2 separate regions of the Oryctolagus cuniculus genome follow, and region 1 is linked to region 2. The links are chromatin contacts, called in public Micro-C maps. All regions are on one chromosome and are shown on one strand. Each heading gives the region's core, a stretch centred on a gene start, on an enhancer-like site or on the middle of the called end of the contact. The rest is flanking DNA. Distances are from core to core; before and after follow the strand shown.

What was found. Hi-C and Micro-C count contacts between places; a contact is called where the count stands out from the background.
Region 1: a Micro-C map of ear pinna shows a contact between it and region 2, with 6 times the contacts expected there. The contact joins the promoter of BMPR1A here to the enhancer-like site in region 2. A contact is called at or near these places in 2 of 6 Hi-C or Micro-C datasets (ear pinna and psoas muscle).

What each region holds. Positions count from the first base shown.
Region 1 is chr15:78,096,287-78,098,986 of mOryCun1.1, reverse strand. It overlaps BMPR1A (bone morphogenetic protein receptor type 1A), which reads right to left and starts at 1,262. Exons shown (of 14, transcript XM_070057996.1): 1 at 1,030-1,262.
Region 2 is chr15:78,046,633-78,049,501 of mOryCun1.1, reverse strand. The region is part of intron 8 of LDB3 (LIM domain binding 3); the gene reads right to left. Among named protein-coding and RNA genes, the nearest start is that of LDB3, 39 kb to the right of the region's middle. Within about 2 kb of position 1,576, at least 5 of the 8 cell types and tissues checked have an H3K27ac peak or open chromatin away from gene starts, as enhancers often do. A contact at or near this core is called in ear pinna, where this site is marked.

The sequences.
Region 1 (2,700 bases), core at 13-2,512, 50 kb before region 2:
TGCTAACTCGAAGTTTAACTCCTCCCAAAGTGCACACAATCAGGGAGCAGCGTCCACCGCCAGCCAACGCGACAGCGACCGTTCCAACCACGCTCCTACACCTAAAACAGCGTCCGCGGAAAGTTGGCGTTGAGTTGTGTGTGTTTTTGTTGTTGTTGTCGTTTTACGTTAAAGCTCCGCCAGACAGCCCGGGTTCCCGGGTTCAGGTCCCGGCTGACTTCAGGCCGAGTGCTCCAAGGGGGACTACGACAGCCAGGGTGATCGTGAGGACTGCATGACGTAGCACAGGTGCCAAGTGCGTGCTGAGTCCTGGGCACAGAGTGCTCACCGCGGAAAACAGAAAGCCCACCTCACCGCGACCGACCCCGAGCGCACTCCGCGGCCGCAGGTCGCCGGACCCTCACACACACACACACACACACAGCCCTGGCGCACGCTCGTTTCTTGTTTTTTGTTTCTTTTTTCTTGCCAGACTTTCCCACTGGGAGTCAGGAGCAAGAGAACAGGGCTGCCCGCCACCGGGCAGAAAGTTCCCCGCCAGGACGGCGCCGGGGGCCCGGGCCGCGCAGGCCGCGCAGCGGCAGGTGAACCGCACACGCACAGGCCGGCCCGAAGCCCGCACCGGCGCGCCAACCCCTGCCCACCGCGCGGCCCCCGGGCCGGCGAGGTGAGAGCGCCTTTGCCATTTAAGGATCCCACGAGCGTCGCCCGAGCCGCCTGCGCCCGCACCGCCTCCCCGATCGGCCTGCGACTTGGGGGTGAAAGGGGGAACAAAAGAGGGGCCGGGCGGCGGGAGGCGGCGCCGGGGGGTCTCCGGCGGGCGGGCCCGGGCCCAGGGCGCACCACCACGGCCTCCCCGACCGAGGCTGGGCCCCCCACCCCGTGAGGGAGCCGGGCCCGGCCGCCCCCTCGCCCGGGGCCTCTGCGCGCCCGGCTCCCTCAGAGACGACGCGCGAACCCCGCGCCGGCCTCCCCGCAGCCAGCGGCCTCCCCCGGCGCGCGCACGCACTTCCCCGCGAGCCAACTCACCCGGACCCCGGGGAACTCATCCTCCGGCCCTCGGCGCGGAGCGGGTGGGCGCGGCGGGGGCCCGGCTCGGCCTCGCCCTCGGCGTGCAGCGGCCCCGGCCCGGTCGCCCCCTCGCGCGGCCGTGTGATCCGAGCCTTCCAGGCCGCCCTCCCTCCTCCCGCCTCCTTCGCCGAGCCCGGCGGGCGGATTCCAATCTCGGCAGCCGCGCCGCCGCCGCCGCCGCCGCTGCCGCCGACACTCGCTCGCGGGGGAGGGGCGGGGGTGCGAGGACTGGGGGAGGGGCGGCTCGGCGAGACGGCGCGGCGCGCGCGCGCACCCGCGCCCGGCGCCGGCCCCGCCCCGGACACGAAAGGAGCCGAGCGCGCGGCGGAAGTGCCCGAAGGTCCCGCGAAGCCCGGCGCCCCGCTGCCGGGGAAGAGCGGCCGCCGCCGGCAAGGGGGCGCCGGGCTGCTGTGAGGAGGGGGCCTCTCCTCCGCGCGCGCCGCCGGCCGCTCCCCGCGCTCCAGCCCCGCCGCCGCCGCCGTGGCGGGGCCGCTAGAGACGACGCCGCGGCGCAGAACACCCCCCTCCCCGGGTGGGCGCGGTGCTGCGCTTGGCCCCCCGGTCCGTGTGAGCGCCGGGCCGCGGACTTGGAGGCTAAGGCTCCGTGCCCACGGTAGAGGGAAAGGCGGTCACGCTGCGTGCCCAGGTGGCTCTAGGGGGCCCTTGGCCGCCTCCCGAACCAAGGGACAGCGGCCTGGCAGCTGGGGTCTCGGCGCTCCGGGCTCCGGTGAAGTCCAGAGGCGTAAGCTAAGGAGCGGCGGGGCCCATCAGAGCCTATGCCAGCGGGCTATAAATACTGCACGCATCCGCCCGCGTGCCGTGCCCTGCGTTTGGAAAATGCAGATGGTGTCCACTGCCCGTGCCTCCCATGTACCCCCTCTTTCCTGCGTGTGGAGAAAGGCAATGGGTAGTCCCTTTGTAGCAAAATTTGACCTTAAACCTCCTCGGTAAGTGTTTCCATGAATATGTCGGGTATCTTTTAAAAAGACACTTTAAAAAAATCCCTTGTTTTAAAATCTCTTAAAACTGGGTAAAAAAGAAGGAGGAAAGGTAGAGGGAAGAGTGTGCCAGGCCCTGATACTCATGTTTGCACACATACTCATAGAGATGTTCGGATGCCGGTGTGTTCCCTGTATTCCCGCGTGCTGTGTTCCTGTTGAGAGTGTGCCTTTGTTGCTTTCCTCTTTGTACCCTCTTTGCCCTTGAATGCCCAGACCCCTTCTGTAATTGTGATTTGATTTCGGTTTTCCTTTCCCTAATCTTTCCTGGCTCTTTCGCTGTCTCAGGTTGGAGAGTCATGTGTTAGGATCTTACTAAGCAAGAAGACGAGGATACATGAGATTCTTGGCGTCCGCTAAAATTTGTCACTTTGCTTTCTCAAGTGTCCTACGTGCCAGCCTGCTTTAATTTTTAAAGGGAGGACTTTTTGCTCAAGGAGATTCAGACCGATTGGCTAGAGGTGTCATGGGTGTGTGCTTAGTAGTGTCTCATGGCGGAGAAAACCGTGGCAGGTGTGTCATCGTGGTTTTTATGGCCTCATTCAATTTTTAGACAAAGCAATAAGTCCGTAAAATAGTCAGAAATCCCAAGTTGGGACTTCTGCTACATCAAGTTTCTAAATGTACAAAT
Region 2 (2,869 bases), core at 327-2,826:
GTCAACGGTTTCGCCCTCACTAAGAACCTGGCACAGCTCCCTAGTGCTCACAGCAGAAGCAGAGGGTCTTAAACTGCTGGGGCAGGGGTAATTCTGGGAACTGAAAGGACTGGGGATAGTGGGAGGTGGCCCAGAACAGCTTCCCCCTCCTTGCTACAGATCAAGGGGACTTTTGACGTTTCTCAGTGAGGCGCAGTTCTCCGCAAAAAAAGGATTAAGAACAAACACCCTAATCCTGCGCTGTCTAATCCACAGCCCTTTGTGGCTGCTGAGCTCTTGAAATGCGGTTAGTGCTATGAAGTGTGAAATGCATACCGCACAGTGAAGACTCAGCACCAGACAGGAATATAAAACATCTCATTAGTAATGATTTTACACTGATCAGACGTGGAAGTGATATTTTGAATATATTGGGTTAAATAAAAACACATGAAAAGTTCATGGTCTGAGCTTTCTTTTGCTTTTAAGAAATATGGCAGGGCGGCCGGCGCCGCAGCTCACTTGGCTAATCCTCCGCCTGTGGCGCTGGCACACCGGGTTCTAGTCCCGGTCGGGGCACCGGATTCTGTCCCAGTTGCCCCTCTTCCAGGCCAGCTCTCTGCTGTGGCCAGGGAGTGCAGTGGAGGATGGCCCAAGTACTTGGGCCCTGCACCCCATGGGAGACCAGGATAAGTACCTGGCTCCTGCCATCGGATCAGCGCGGTGCGCTGGCTGCAGCGCGCCGGCCGCGGTGGCCATTGGAGGGTGAACCAACGGCAAAGGAAGACCTTTCTCTCTCTCTGTCTCTCTCTCTCACTGTCCACTCTGCCTGTCAAAAATAAATAAATAAAATAAAATAAATATGGCAGGGCTGGCGCCGTGGCGAAGCGGATAAAGGCACCGGTATCTCATATGCACGCAGGTTCGAGTCCAGGCTGCTCCACTTCCAGTCCCGCTCCCTGCCAACGGCCTGGAAAAGCAGCAGAGGATGGCCCAAGTGCTTGGGGCCTTGCACCCAGTTGGGAGACCCAGAAGAAGCTCCTGGCTCTGGATGGGCCCGGCTTCAGCCGTTGCTGCCATTTGAGGAGTGAAACAGATCTGACTCTCTGTGTCTCTGTCACTCTGCCTTTCAAATAAATAATCTTTTTTAAAAAATAAAGAATTTTAAAAATATGGCCTCTGGACCATTTCTTTCTAATCAACACGGTGGCTACTGAGCAGCGACAGCCCACACACTTCAGCCCCTCTGTGGGCTTCACCACACCTACTATTTGCAAGCGCATTTCACAGATGTGGAGCTAGGGCCAGCAGAGGCGAAGTGACCGCCTCAGAGCCGTCCACAGGGATCTGTAGCTGGAACGGGAGTCCAGGCAGCGGCGCCCGTCCAAGTCTCTGCCTAACCACTCCCCGGGCCAGCAGGACAGACTTGAGGTGGCCCCTTGCAAATTGCTGGCCCTGCCCACCTCGCCTCCCAGGTCCACTCCCCTGTCCTAACACCAAGGTCTGCCAGGGACAGGCCGGAATCCCGGATTGGCTGCTTCCTGGCCCGGCGCTGTACCCACCCGAGCTGGGCCTTCCCCACCTTGTGAGGCCCGGCCCCCTAGGCCCCCAGCATGGGTCGTGCGAGCCCCTCTCGCGGAGCCCCGGGGCTGTTGCTATTTCTGCGTGACGGAATGAAGCCCGTCCAAATTAGAAGGCGATATTTCATCTCTAATTAGCAAGTTCAAAAGGCCCCTATCGCACTCGGCGGGCTCGGCAATGTGTAATTAAACAAGGTGATTTCTGACTCACTCCCGGGCCCGGCCCGCGGGCCGACGTGGCCGCCCCGCGCGCAGAGGCCCCGCCACCCGCGGCGAGGCTGGCCCGGCCCCCGCGCCGCCGCCGCCCGCCCATCCCTCCCGGGCCCCAGGTGTCGCGGGGAGCGGCCGCCCCGGCCCGGCGCCAGCGATAAGACCCGTGCCGCGCACGCCACCCTCAGCCCGGAGGAGGCCCCGCGGGGAGCGGCGGCCGGGCGCTCCGGGCCGCGCTGAGGGGACCGTGTGGCCTCCAAGGGCGGCGGAGGGGAAGGCGCCGGGCGCAGAGCCGGCGCTCGGGCCTCCCCGGGCGAGGGAGGTGGAGGCAGGCCGCCCCCTTCCCTGCAGGCAGGAATGAGTTAACGTCTGCGCGGCCTGGGAACGGCGCGGAGGCCCGCGGCTCCGGCACGTCTCGCCCGCCTGGGGAGGAGGAGGCCAAAGGCGCAGGGCGGGCCCGGCCGCGCACCCCGGAGCAGTGCCGCCCCCTGGCGGGCCTGCCGAGCACAGCCCGGCGGCACGGGCGGACGCGCCCCGGAAGGGCCTACCCCGGGCCAGGCCCAACGGAAATGAATGGCTTCCGAGGCGACGAATCCACACCGCTTTCCACCCTCCCTGCCGTGCGCGCGGTCTGCCCTTGGCGCCCGCTGGCACCCGTGGAGGTTTTGCCCTTGCAGCCCCCAGTCCACAATGCCACCCCCTGCCGCGGAGGTGCAGCCTCCCTGTCCTTGCCCTTGAAGGGACAGGAGGGTACCTCCTGTGGGCCAGGCACGGTGCTTGGAGACTGCGCATTCGCAGAAAGCAGGTGTGAACCCCCAGGCGGGTGTCCCTGGTGTGTCCCCTGCTCCAGCCACTGGGACGCGCTCCCGCGGCCTCCCCCTGCGCCTCGGCAGGAGTGCTCCTCAGTCCAGCCCACGGCTGCTGGGCCAGCTCTCAGGCTCAGAGAGACAAGCAGAGGCCCTCCCTCTCCCCCTGCCCTGGCTGACCTCCGATAGCATGGCCTTTACCTCGTGTAGGTCTGGTGGAGAGGCCACGCGGGTGGTTAGGGCGGGGAACATTCGGGAAATGTGTGTCCTCAGTCGGGCTAAACCTAAAACTGC